Linked DNA regions of Pan troglodytes: region 2 is linked to region 1. Evidence: chromatin contacts called from public HiChIP or PLAC-seq data. All regions are on one chromosome and are shown on one strand. The core of a region is the stretch at or near the end of the contact, and the rest is flanking DNA. Distances in the headings are between cores, read along the strand shown. Region 1 holds the start of AMMECR1L (AMMECR1 like). Region 2 holds the start of SAP130 (Sin3A associated protein 130).

The links. HiChIP or PLAC-seq counts read pairs in DNA pulled down with a chosen protein or histone mark.
Region 2: an H3K4me3 HiChIP or PLAC-seq map of stem cell-derived excitatory neurons shows a contact between it and region 1, with 3 times the contacts expected there. The contact joins the promoter of SAP130 here to the promoter of AMMECR1L in region 1. A contact is called at or near these places in 1 of 7 Hi-C or Micro-C datasets (stem cell-derived neural progenitor cells) and 1 of 1 datasets of contacts at active chromatin or transcription factors (stem cell-derived excitatory neurons).

The regions. Positions count from the first base shown.
Region 1 is chr13:28,565,621-28,572,396 of NHGRI_mPanTro3-v2.0_pri, forward strand. AMMECR1L (AMMECR1 like) reads right to left here and starts at 3,150. Exons shown (of 8, transcript XM_016949697.4): 1 at 2,555-3,150; 2 at 957-1,066. It overlaps LOC134808037 (a long non-coding RNA gene), which reads left to right and starts at 5,968. Exons shown (of 3, transcript XR_010150016.1): 1 at 5,968-6,106.
Region 2 is chr13:28,711,942-28,718,717 of NHGRI_mPanTro3-v2.0_pri, forward strand. It overlaps SAP130 (Sin3A associated protein 130), which reads right to left and starts at 3,103. Exons shown (of 21, transcript XM_016949701.4): 1 at 2,457-3,103; 2 at 704-821. The coding sequence starts at 815.

The DNA of each region.
Region 1 (6,776 bases), core at 1,900-4,399:
GCCACCACGCCTGGCTAATTTTTGTATTTTCAGTAGAGACGGGGTTTCACCATGTTGGCCAGGATGTCTTGATCTCTTGACCTCGTTATCCACCTGCCTCGGCCTTCCAAAGTGCTGGGGTTACAGGCTTGAGCCACTGCGCCTGGCCAGAACTATACATTTTCATTTCAACTTAGCTTAAAGAAAAACATGTACCTAGGAGTCAAAACTTTTTTCACCTCCCCTCTGTTTTCTATGTGACCTGTAGCAAGGTGCCACATTTTTCTGGGCCTCAGTTCTTTCATTTGTAAAATAAAAACATTTGTCCCCTGCGTCCCTCAGAGGGGCTGGGAGGCTTCACCAAGAAGTGAAACACTCTGAAAACTCTCTCCTAAGTGTTAGCATACTATCATTAATCAACTCAAGAGGGCACAGCAGTCATAATTTTTCCCCAGAACTTTGTTTCAAGTTTACAGTGAAAAATTTTAATTATTTTCAAATCTGTGATGGGATTTTCAAGAAAATATCTTCACTATTGCAAATTTAGGACAAAATGTTCCAAAAGTCTCTCAGGACTGAAACTATAGAAAAGAGAACCAATAATTGACTTTGATCAGGAACTGCATTAACCTCTGAGTTAATTACCCTAAAACTTAAGACAACCTCTTTGGTTGTATTGAGAAACTCATTTGGGAAGGGTGGGGAGCCAGACCTTACAAACTAGAAATATAAAGGAAAGATCGTGCCACGCCACCACCTAGCTCACTCTAATGGGAGTATGAAAAACAAACTTGCCTTTGCATATTTAAATTATTTTAAAAGGGAACAAGCGGAAAAACTTCATCAACATTAGGACCCCCTCATGGAAGTAGAAAAATACAAATGAAAACACACCTACATCCCAAAATCCTAGCACATGCCTAAAATCAAAAACTACAACGATGCTCTACTCTAAATATGCCCAAGATAATACTCACTGAAAGCAGAAAGTTTGTATTGCCAGAGGAACAGCTACAACAGAGGAGGGGAGCTATTTTGTCTCTGGAATGAATTTTCTTCCTTCCGATTCCATTCCTTCTTCCCGTACCTAAGACGGAAATGCAGGTGCAGTGAACAAACACCCAGGTAGTGCAGAGGTTAGATAGATACGGTTTCTGAAAAATCCCAACTCGACAGAGCAATTTCGGGGGCTGGGGGGCACAGCAAATAGCTAGAGAACAGGCTCTCCTTATTTCAAAACCTTGCAAACTCTAAATCTGAGGCAGCCGTGAAGTCCCATGCCCTGAATCATCTCATCCTTAGCGTCATCAGCAAGAAGGGAGGACACTGAGAATCAAAGGTTTTATTTATTGAACTCGAGCATGAGACGCACATTAAAACTTCCCCACCACAGATGCAGAGCAAAAGTTGCTCTCAGGCCAGAAGAGACCATTTAAAAGCTCTCCGCCGGTTTCAGAACACAAATAAATTTCCCAATCCTCTGCAAAGACAGAACTGAAGAATTACTGGACAGCACGCCAGAGGCAGGGACCTGAGGGCAGCCCATCTTGCTATGCCGGGAGGAGAGGGTCACTGTTGCTAAGGGTCATCCATCCTTAGTCTCGAAGAAATCTCTTCCTGATCTCTTCACCAACTCTCCCCACTACTAGAGAATTGAGCTACTCCCAAAGATGTAAGTAAACAGGAGACTGTTTACATCTCCTGTGGGTGGGAAAGGCCCCACCCACTCTATCCTAGGAGAGGGCAGTGAAAGAGGATAAGGCCCAGAGGGATAAGGGTGAGGGAGCGTGGCAAGGGGAGGAGTTCAGATCAGGACAGGGAATGGAGGAGGGCAAGGAGTGAAGGGCACAACCCACAGCCTGGGAAAGAGAGGCATGAAACCCAGCGTGTCAGGTGCACGTATCATGGAATGGGGGGCCAGCGGGGCTTAAGGAAGGAGGGCCCAAGGGTAGGGGTGGGAAAAAGAGAAGAGGAGGAGGAGGAAGTGCGCGTGTGAAGAGTGTTAAGAAAACGACAGGACAGAGCGGGGAGGGGAAAAGCGGGCCAAGGGACAGGGTGAAAGGTGAGACACGAGGGTATGAGGAAAGAGGGTCCGGGGCGCTGGGGAGTTGGGGAGACGATGGAGCGACGGGTAGAGCAGCTTGGGCCGAGCCGCGGGGGTGGAATCCAGACGCCGGGCGGGGGAGGGGGCGGCGGGACGGTGGGTGGGGGCCACCAGGCGGCGCCGGAGACCACCAAACTTTACAGCGAGCGAGCCTGCTTCCTGGAGGGAGTGCAGACAAGGACCAGGAGCGGGAGCCGAGCCTCGCGGCCCGGGGCACGGCGCCGCCCGCCCCTCCCCGGCAGTGCCTCCCGACCCCCTGCCCTCCGCTGGGACATGGCCTGAGGCCCCGCCCGCCGGCCGGGACCCCTCCCCCACGCTGCCCCCGGACCCTCGCCCCAGGACCGCGGGGTCTCTTCCCGGCCCCGCCGCCCGCCCCGGCGAGAACAGGCCCGGCGGGCAAGGCGGCGGCGGACCGAGGGAGGCCTGGCCCGGCAGCGGGGAGAAGGGTGCGGCGCAGCCCGAGTTTCCCACCTTTTCTCCTGGCCCAGACGCGGCTGGGGCGGACGGGACCTCTCGCGCTCTGCCTCCTCCTCTTGCTTCATGGAGCCATGCGCCTGGGTGGGGGCTCCCGAGAGAAGCTGGCCTGCGGGCGGGCCGGACGCGCTGCGCGGACGGGGCGGGGCGAAGGAGGCCGGCGGGCGGAGGAGGAAGCGGCGGGGCGGCGGCGGCGGCGGCCGGGAAGAACTAGAGGTATTCCCCGGGCGGCTGGAGGACTGAGTCGAGCCGGGACCCGAGTCCTCCGGTATCCCAGCAGCCACCGGAGGCAGTGAGGTAATGGAGGAAGAATGTAGGGAGTCCTCCAGTGGACCACACTCCTTCTAGCGAGCCGCGGAAACCATAGAGATCAGGGCTCAGCCGGAGGGCCGGCCCACTGCTGTCACGTGGCCTCCATCCGTGCGCTTTATTGGCTGGTGCTGGCTTTACGGGGTTGAATTTTGGACGCTGCCTGCCATTCGTGGGACCGAGTTTCAGGCAGCTGGAATAAAGAGAGACATCGGGGGAAAGCCGCGAGAAGGCCAGCGTCCCTGGCTGGGAGCAGAGCTAGCCGAGTAGGGCGCCCGGCTGTCAAACTGGCCAGCGCAGTGCACGCTGGGCCGCCCCGGAGCGGTCGCAGAGCCCTTCGGGAGTCGTAGTCCGGGACGGGCCCGCGGCATTGTCCGCGACGCAGCTCGGGATCCGGGTCGGGTTGTCGGCCGGGTTGCTGCCGGGCACCGTCGAGCGTTAGCCACCCAGCATTGAGCTGCCAGCGGCTGTTCTCCCTAAGCACCCTCGCTCACGTCGCCTCGCCTCGCCTGACTGGCCGCAGCCTTGGATACCAGCCTTAAATCGAGCGGACTACGGCCCAGCCCCGCCCGCGGCGAGGTGCGCGGGGTTCGGTGCCAGCCGCTCGCCCCTGGCCGGGCCAGCCTCTTGATGCACCGGGGACGGGCGCGCCCATCCGACTCTTCGAGGGGCGGCAGGGCCCCATCTGTGTCTTTCGCTCTCGAGCCCCCAGCTAGAGTTGGCTTCAGCGGAATACCTACTGTGCAGGATTATTCAACAAGCCGATTGATCCCATTCTTCAGCTCTAGCAGTGCAAAGGCTTCACTGAAAAAGAACATTACAAATTTTTTTTGAAAGAAATTTGGGGGTAAATTTAATTTTAAATACTGATTTTTGATAACATTTGATCTTATGACAGCATTTGTATTTTTAATTACAGATAGGATTACACTAAAAGTCATTTCTGACCTGCTCCCTTACCCTTATGGCTAAAATAAACTGCTAGGCCCTGAAGCAAAGGCGAGCCATGTTCTAGAGTAATGTCTTTCTTGTATTAAAATACGGCCCCTTGCTCACATATAGGCTGTTTTGTGTTTTGCTTTTCTGTTGATGCACAAAGGAATCCTTGATATGTTTGTCCTCAAAGACCAAAGACAAGTATCTAGTAAAAAATGCAAATCATATCTAACAGTGAAGCTTTCCAGCAAAAACCTTCTGCTCTAGAATGCATAATTATGCGAGCATAAGATCTACTACTCCAGACTTTTAGCATAATTACCTATAGGCAGCAAAACCCTAGTCAATTGAGTGTCTGGTGCCTTTTGGACCTGGACTTCTCCAAGAGAATGGGCAAGGAGGACGAAAAGGAAGAGACAGCTATGCTTTGTGAAACAGGAGGTGACTTAAAAAAAAAATTCTATAGCAGTCTTCTTAATTCCTGTTACAGACTTGATATGCTTATCTGCTGTTGAGGACATGGTTGCCAGTTTGTAACCTTCTCTGTCTGCCTGAAAAACTAGAAATTAGATGATCATATGGCCTAGAGCCAGAAGTGCAGGAGGCAGAAAGCCAGGGGCCAGTTTTTTTCTTTTTGTTTCTGAATAAGAAGGCCAAATCCTGACTTAAAATAATCAAAATAAATTTTACGGAGTGACGGTCTTTCCAGCTGAAAACCTTAAAACATGGCATCTGGAAGAAGGCCTTAGTCTATTGCTCCCAGGATGGTACTATGTAGTCATTAAAAGCCCACAGATAAGGGAGTTATTGCTCCCTCGTTATTGGGCTGCCAGGAATTAAATGATGGAACTAAGTTTCACTTGAAACATTCCCAAATTAAAACAAAAACAAGCCTTGCTTTGAGCTGTTGAAAAGGCATTTTACTGAGAAGATCCAGATGCTATTGCTGTTCTTAAATGATGTTGAAAGGCAAAGGGTCAGGACTTTCAAAAAGTCACTTTGAGGTCACCTCATATAAGCAAGCAACAGTTTGAACTGATGCAAAAACAAACAATGAAATTATGAACAGGAGGAAGAAACTAAAATGAGGGCAGTATATGCCATAAATATGGAAGAGGCTGTTTCTTATTTATCTTCTCATTTCCTGTACATAATACAGAAACCTGGTATGTAATAGGCATACAATTATTTGTGGCTCAACTGAATAAACGAAGATGGAAACCAGCAAGCAGCGGGCAGATAATATACTTGGGAAAGGAGAACTGCAGAGACGCTGGGTGGCTCAAGGCCTCTGCATGATCCTCAAATGTCACCCCAATCTGCTGTGACATAGCTATACCACTCATCAGAATACCCCAAAACAAATTGTCTGCCTCCCTTATGTACAACTTTTATCATTTCTTATCTTGGATGGTTAAGAATATGTAGTAATGGCCGGGCGCGGTGGCTCACGCCTGTAATCCCAGCACTTTGGGAGGCCGAGGCAGGAGGATCACCTGAGGTCAGGAGTTCAAGACCAGCCTCAACATGGAGAAACCCCATCTCTACTAAAAATACAAAATTAGCCGGGCGTGGTGGTGCATGCCTGTAATTCCAGCTACTCGGGAGGCTGAGGCAGGAGAATTGCTTGAACCTGGGAGGCAGAGTTTGCGGTGAGCTGAGATCACGCCATTGCACTCCAGCCTGGGCAACAAGAGCGAAACTCCATCTCAAAAAAAAAAAAAAAAAAAAAAAAAAAAACAATATGTAGTAATGGTTAAGAGTCCACTGTGGAATCAGCCTGCATAGGTCCAAATCCCAGCCCTGACTGAATACCTGGGAACAAGTTATATCAGTGACTCAGGCTTATTATCTGTAAAATGGGGATTATAGCATTCCTGCCTCACAGGGATGTTATGAGATTTAAATACCAATAAGTCTGTACATTATAAACCTTATCAGATTGGCGTGGTGAAAATGCTCAGTAACTGAGCCTCGTGAGCATTAGAATGTTGAGATCAGCATGAAGTTAGCCTGTATACTGGGCATACACATTCTTCTGGATTTGCTCCTTTTGTGAGCAATCAATGATGAGCTAAAGGCATTTGCTAACTAGTAGGAATGAAATAAGGTTTCAGACAGGATCTTGGTGGGTGATGTAGATTTTATCTGTCCCATTTGTCCCATTTCTCAACTTGAAGTGAGTCTGGCCTTGGTCTGCATCTGTGCTCTCCCCTTCACAAAAGGCAGGCCCAGAGAGACTCCAGAGATGGACCCTGTCTCCTGTGTGTCCTCCGCCACTGTGTCCACTTGGGCACGTCAAAGGTATGATCGGTACTTATCTGATTAAAACAAATCTTTGTATATACAGTTGTCTACATGGGTTGAATATTTCAGAGGTATAAAGTAGTTTAAATAAATAAGCCCTCCAGTGTTTTGTTTGTTAAGCCACATTACTCAGAAGGTTTTCTTTCTTTTTTTTTTTTTTTTTTGAGACAGGGTTTTGCTTTGTTGCCCAGGCTGGAGTGTGGCTGCAGTGCAGTGGCAGCACGACCATAGCCCACTGCACCCTTTACCTCCTTGGCTCAAGCAGTCCTCCTGTCTCAGCCTCCCAAATAGCTGAGATCACAGGTACGCACGACCACACCCAGCTAATTTTTGTAGAAAATGGAGTCTCCTTATGTTGCCCAGACTGGTCTCCAAACTCCTGGGCTCAAGCAGTCCTGCCACCTTGGCTTCCCAAAGTGTTGGGATTGCAGGCATTAGCCACTGCGCCCAGCCTGAGAAGATGTGTTTTAAACTTTGTATGTCACTTGGGTGTAGAATTTAACATTTAAAAAGTTCTAAACTTTTGGTACTAGCAGCCGGGCGCAGTGGCTCATGCCTGTAATCCCAGCACTTTAGGAGGCCGAAGCGGGCGGATCACAAGGTCAGGAGATCGAGACCATCCTGGCTAACACAGTGAAACCCCGTCTCTACCAAAAATACAAAAAAT
Region 2 (6,776 bases), core at 1,853-4,352, 150 kb after region 1:
CCCTGATGTGGATTCAACCAACTTTGGATGTTAAATATTCAGGGGGGAAAAAAAACCCTGGTTGCATCTGTACTAAGCACATACAGACTTTTTTCTCTTGTCATTATTCCCTTAGCAATACAGTATAACAACTATTTACATACCATTTACGTTGTAGTAGGTATTACAAGTAATCTAGAGATGATTTAAAATATACTGGAGGATAGGTATAGGTAATATGCAAACACTATACCATTTTACATCAGAAAGTGGAGCATCATGGATTTTGGTATCTGAGGTGGGTCCTGGAAACAATCCCCCACAGATACCATAGGGAAACCGCATATCCTTTGTTTTCCACTTCTTTTCCTAGATAATAAACTCCTAAAAGGCAAGATCTGTTCCTTAAACACCTCTGGGCTCCCTCACAGCACTAATGCTATACTCCTGGACATTAATTAAACAAGAATATATTAATGCATTTCAAAAACAGTTCTTACAGGCACGCTTTGCTATAAGTTGCATGTGTACTCTATGTGAATGAAGTGGTTAAAACAGGAAGGAAAAAAAGCCTTGTTTAAATTAGAATAGTAAAATACCCTTTCTTCAAATTCAAGAAACAAGAATTTACTAAAATCCTAGAAGAATCTGCTAATTTTTAAGTTAGAAAACTGGTAATATTCTTAAAGTAGGAAAAAATATATTAGAATATTACATATCTCACCTGTAGCAGCTGGGTTTATCAATCCAGCAGAACCACTGTTTGCAATCTGAGAAGGGGCCTGGCTCAGCCCGGTAGAAGGGGCTCCTAACCGAGGAAACTGTTGAGAACTCATTTCCACCTGTAGTACATACAGTTATATGGTTATTGCTAGATTCTGAGATCTGAATCAATACTGAGAAATTAAAGCATCTTTAGTACCTATGAGATAGTCCCTTGGAAAAGCAAATGCTGCATCATTTATTTAAAAACAATAACTTGGGATCAATATAAATGCAGATATTATCTAAACTACCTAAGTTTTCTACAAATATTGTTTATACGGAGCTGGCGGGTACTATGACCCTCCATAAATACTTGTGGATTGCTATGCTAAAAAAATCACCATTGAATCCTGTACAAGAGTCACATGACAGGTATTACCACAATGCATGTGTATTTCTCTGTGTAAAGTTTTATGGAAAATGGCATGTCTCTTTGAAACACTCAAATCTCACACCAAGGTGAACAGAACTGTGATCAGTATGTCATAGGAACATTCGGAGGAAGATATCCAGCCCTAAGAAAAGATCGGATATCTTACATCCAGACCCGATGCAAAAGGAATTCTCCAATGCTTTTCGGCAAAGGCCTCCATTTACGGATTTCCTTTTCCTTCTCTTTCACAGATCCCCTCACAGAGCCAGAGGACCCTACACCTTCTCCATCTTCCCTAAAATCGCCCCCCACTTTTCCCTCAGGAGCCAAGCGATCTCCCCTGATTCGCCCGCAACCCCACCCCACCGCGAAGCCCCCGCCAAGACCGGAGGACGCCGGTTTCCAGACACCTCGGAGTGTGAGACCCCCGTCTCCGGGGTGGGGGTGCGGACGGGCGATCTGGGGACCCGACCACAAGACGAGCACTGTGCCTCTTTACCTGTAGCCGCCGCCCGCCGCCCGCACCGCCCGCTTCTATCTCGCCGGCCTGGGGGTGCCGCGGAGGGCCCATCTCGGCGGCGGCGATGTGCTCGGCGGGCGCGGGGAGGGATCGCGGCGGCGGCGCCCGGGGCCCGCCGCTGTCCAGCCCCGCTGGCCCCACTCACCCCCGCCACCCGGCCGCCGCTGTGCTCGCAGTCCTCTTCCCCCGAACCTGCCCCTGCCTCCCCCGCCCGCCCATTGGCCCCACGCCCGACGCGTCAGTGGAGGCCCAGGACCAATCCACAGCGACCTGCACGTTCAGAGCCCGCCCCACCCTCCCGCCGACTGCCAGCCAATCAGGCGCGAGCCTGGCCGGGGCAGCCCAAACCCCTCGAGGCTGAGCCAATGGCAGAGGAAGACAGGCGCCCCCGGCGAGGGGGGCGGGGAGCGGGGAGGCCCCGCCTCAGCCAGGGTCTGAAAGCGGCGGGCGCAGGGCCCGGATGTGGAGAGTCACTTTAAACTGCTCCAGGAGCCAAACTCCCTGGGCCGGCCGCCCGCCCGCCCGCGCTCCCCCGGCCGCTCTGCTTCCCCGCCAAGGCCCACGTCCGCCACGCCCCCACGCCCGGGTCAGCCCACCCCTCCCGGTGCCTCTCCCTTCCTCGCCACAGGACACCCAGCCCCTGTCGCCGGCCCAACCGCCGTGCCCTGCTCGTGAAAGAGCCGCGGTCCGAGCCGCAGGAGACGAGGATCCTCTGCCCTTCCCCGGGGACGCGCAACGGGACGGACGCTGCAGCCCGGCTCGGCCGCCCCGCCCCCTCGTCTCCTCCCCTTCCCTCCCGGGCGCCCGTCCCGCCATTACCTGGGTGCTGCGCCCAGTGGCCGCCGCGCCGCCTTGAGCTCGCTCCCGCGCGCTCTCCGTCTGTGGGGCCGACGTCCCCAGGCTCCGGACCCGAAGCCACCGCCGGGGAGCTAGCACTCTGCCCCCCACCCCTCACTCCAGCGCCGCTGCTTCCGCCGCCGTAACGAGCCTCCCGTCTATTGGCTGGCGCAGGCCCCGCCCCCTGCCGAGTCAGCCAGTCGCCGGTGGTGGTGAGCGGGAGAGCGGACGGGCCCGCCCCTCTGAGCCGCGGCGTCCTCTGGGAAATGTAGTCGCCGGAGCCAGGAGGGCGGGCCGCGAAGGAGGTGGAGAGCGCCGGGGCGGGGCCGCAGGCGACCCGGCCAGGGCAACACACCCCTTTGCTGTCTGAAGTCGGTTCTGCCTTTTCTCTTGGCTAAGTGAGAAGACAGTGGATCCCACCCTATGCCTTAACCTGAGGGCACTGGGTTTCATTTTCCCCGCGGGGAGGCGCGGCGCGGGAAAGGGTAATGGAGGCCAACTGCGGCGGCCAAGGGATCCGCGGGCCAGGCCAGTGTCGTGACGGTGCCCGCCTCCCTATGCCGCGAGTGGGACTCGGTGTCCCCACCGGGAACCGCGGTCGGCACAGCCTACGCGCGGCGGGAGCCGCCAGGCGCGCGCGGTCGCGGCTCTGTGAAAGCAGGCCGGCAGGGCGCAGGGCTCTGGGCGGCCGGGGCGCACCTGCGCGCGCTTTCCGGATTATAAAGGAGCTGAAGGGGGCAGTTTTATTTTGTCATTTTGTTTGGGGTTCAGGGTTGGAGTTTATGCACCTGTAGAAGACTTAGCCATATCTTTTGAGGCCACATTTGTGTCTGATAAGAGATTAAGTCTCCCTCTTCCCTTACCAGATGGTAATTTAGGCCTGGAGTTTTGTGATTAGTTAGGAAATAAATGGGGCTCAAACCCCCCTCTTCCTATCATGCACAGCTGTGTAAGACAATTGCTTGGTTAGAAGAGAGTAGCTCCTGGCTATAGCCCAGGGATGAGTCTCAGATACTCCTCTTCAAGCCACTTTCCTTTTCCACCTTCATGCCTTCATTCTCAAACTTCTGAAGAGTGACTCCTGTGATAGACTTCAGCCTCCTCTCTGCCTAGGCAGTCCTTATCCCTTTTGGAGTTGCCACTCTTCTCAGACTGCTCCCCAAAAGTTGCCAACACCTACTCAACTTCAAACCCATCGGTCCTCACTTAGATCTCATCTTGTTTAGCTTACTGACGAGTAGTAATTCCTCCTCATGTCTTCCCTTGGCCTCTAGAACCAGGCTGTCTCCTGCTTCTACTCCTATCTCAAGCTCCATTATACCTCCTCTTTCTCATAAATACAGCATTCTTCAGGGCTCCAACACGCTAATGCTATACTGCCTTCCTAAATGGTTTAATGTATTTCCACAGTTTCAAATGTCATCCTTTTTGTTTTTTGTTTTTTTGAGACAGGTTCTCAGTTCAGCCCAAGCTGAAGTCCAGTGGCGTGATCACAGCTCATTGCAGCCTCGACTTCCTCGGCTCAACTAACTTATTGCCTCAGCCTCCCGAGTAGCCAGGACTGCAGGCGCATGCCACCACACCCCACTAAACATATATATATATGCCAGGCACGTGGCTCATGCCTGTAATCCCAGCACTTTGGGAGGCCGAGGCAGGCGGATCACCTGAGGTCAGGAGTTTGAGACCAGGCTGACCAACATGGGAAAGACCTCATCTCTACTAAAGATACAAAATTAGCCGGGAATGGTGGCAAATTCCTGTAATCCCAGCTACTCGGGATGCTAAGGCAGGAAAATTGCTTGAACCCGGGAGGCAGAAGTTGCTGTGAGCCCAGATCAAGCCATTGCACTCCAGTCTGGGCAACAAGAGCGAAACTCTGTCTCAAAAATATATATTTATATATGAATATATATATTATATATATAATATATATTTTTGAGATGGAGTTGTATGTATATATACGTATATATGTATATATGTATATATACGTATATATGTATATATACGTGTGTGTGTGTGTGTGTGTGTATATATATATATATATATTTTTTTTTTAATAGAGACAGGGTTCCACCATATGCCCAGGCTGGTCTTGAACTCCTGGGCTTAAGCGATCTGCCCACCTCAGCCTCCCAATGTGCTGGCATTATAGGCATGAGCCACTACACCCAGCCTCAAATATCTTTGAAAATGTTACCTATGCATAGGTGACCTCTCTGAGTTGTATACCTATATTTCCGCCTGATGGGCCAATCCACACAGAAGTCTTAACAAGCCCCTCAAAGTTAATGTATTGAACACCTTTATTGATTTGCCTCCCCTATGTATTCCCCTTGATACCTGGGTTTACTTACTGGCATCACCATCCTTTCTGTCTTCAGCTTCATATATGTTGTTCCACACTCTTCCATCTCCCACAGCCGCCATATTACATTGATATGCACCTCTGCCTCCTTTTCTATTGTTTCCATAGCTGTGGCTCAAGCTGTCATTATTTCTTATCTGAATTGCAGCAATGCTGCTGCCCCCACTGAAATCTCTTCCTACACCCACTATGTCCTCCAGAATTCTTTTTCTAAATCACTAATCTGGATCTATCCTTCCCATCCACGATGTTTCCATATCTTCGGAATATATTCCAAATCCCTATGCCCGTTATCCAAAGGCCTTAATAATTTAGTCTCTCCTGCCTCTCCAAAAACTGGATACTCTGCCAACAACAGTTTCTACTAGTTATCTGCGCAGTTTGGCTTCCAGCATTTTGCTCTGGCCTGAAGTGCCTTCTAATAGGCTAGGATGCTCAGCAATCATCTAGAAGAGTTCTGCCAATTCTATAATGCCGAACTGGAAATAAAACTGTTTCCGTTCGGCAAGAAGCCTTCTTCCAATTCCTCTCTTTTCCCCACCCTCTAGAATATTTCCATAGAACTTCCTCAGTACCTCTCTTACAGCACTGATCTGTGTCTGCCCATATTCCTCCTGGAGTAGGCAAACAGAGAAATTATTTATCTTTGTATCTCCTGTCAACAGGGTTTTAGATCCAGGAAGCATTCAATAAATGTTTGCTAAATATAATCACAAACACATCGGCGTTACTATATGATTGAAATTGGAGTTTTCCTGAGTTACTTGGGACAGTAGCTATGGCTTTATTCATCCATGTCTCTGGTCCTGCACATAGTGGACACTTAAAGGGAAACAGGTGCTTCACCCATCTTTTATCACTAGGGTTTAGAATTCCCATCAACTGAGCTTGGTGTGCAGAAAACACACCTTGTGCCCCAGCCAGACTGAACCTTCTACACTCCTCAAGTATTCAAGCCCTATGCCAGTTTCAGGAGCTTACTAGTATTTGAGGTTCTTGAAAATTGGCCAGGCGTGGTGGCTCACACCTGTAATCCCAGCACTTTGGGAGGCTAAGGCGGACAGATCACTTGAGGTCAGGAGTTTGAGACCAGCCCAGCCAACATGGTGAAACTCCATCTCTACTAAAAGTACAAAAAGTACAAAAATTAATCCCAGCTACATGGGAGGCTGAGGCAGGAGAATCATTTGAACTTGGGAGGTGGAGGTTGCAGTGAACCAAGGTTGCACCACTACACTGCAGCCTGGGCGACAAAGCAAGTCTCAAAAAATAAAAAAAATTTAAAAAAGTGTTGTCCACCCATGATCTTTTGAATGGATTAAGCAGAGATACAATAGGCATCATATCTGCTCGGTGATTTTCTAGAGAAAAGCAGATTCTCCACGTGAGTGTTCTGTGGAAGTCAGTCAGATGTCAGCGAATGGTCCCTGAGACTTGGTGATGTGATTGAAACCACTTTTGCAAAATCGTGACAGTGAGAGATATCTAACATAGTTGACTCCATCCTACTTCTGACCTCCACACTGTCTTTGGTTATTCCTGGGTATAGACTCAGCTATGTTTCAGAATTTATAGTTTAACTTGAAAGCAAGGATGATAATAGTCCCTTTCTAAAACTAACCCCCTCCTTGCTTGGGTACCAAAACCACCTTTGTAAACCAATGAAAGACCACAAGAATAGGATTATGAGAGGGGCCTGAACTCTGCTAAAAAGTAGTCCGTTTCTATAATCCTTTACTGCTCAGGAGTCATGTGGCCAGAGGTCTCAGATTTATGACTTCCCCAGTTGCTCCTATAGATAACATCACTGTTGTAAAGATTGTTTTTTTGAGATATCTTTCATACTGATCCGATCTGAACTCGTGACTCATGGCTCTACTGGTCCTGTGGCCCTACCTAGAGGCAGACTCAGCACACGAGGAGTGTTTTCCACA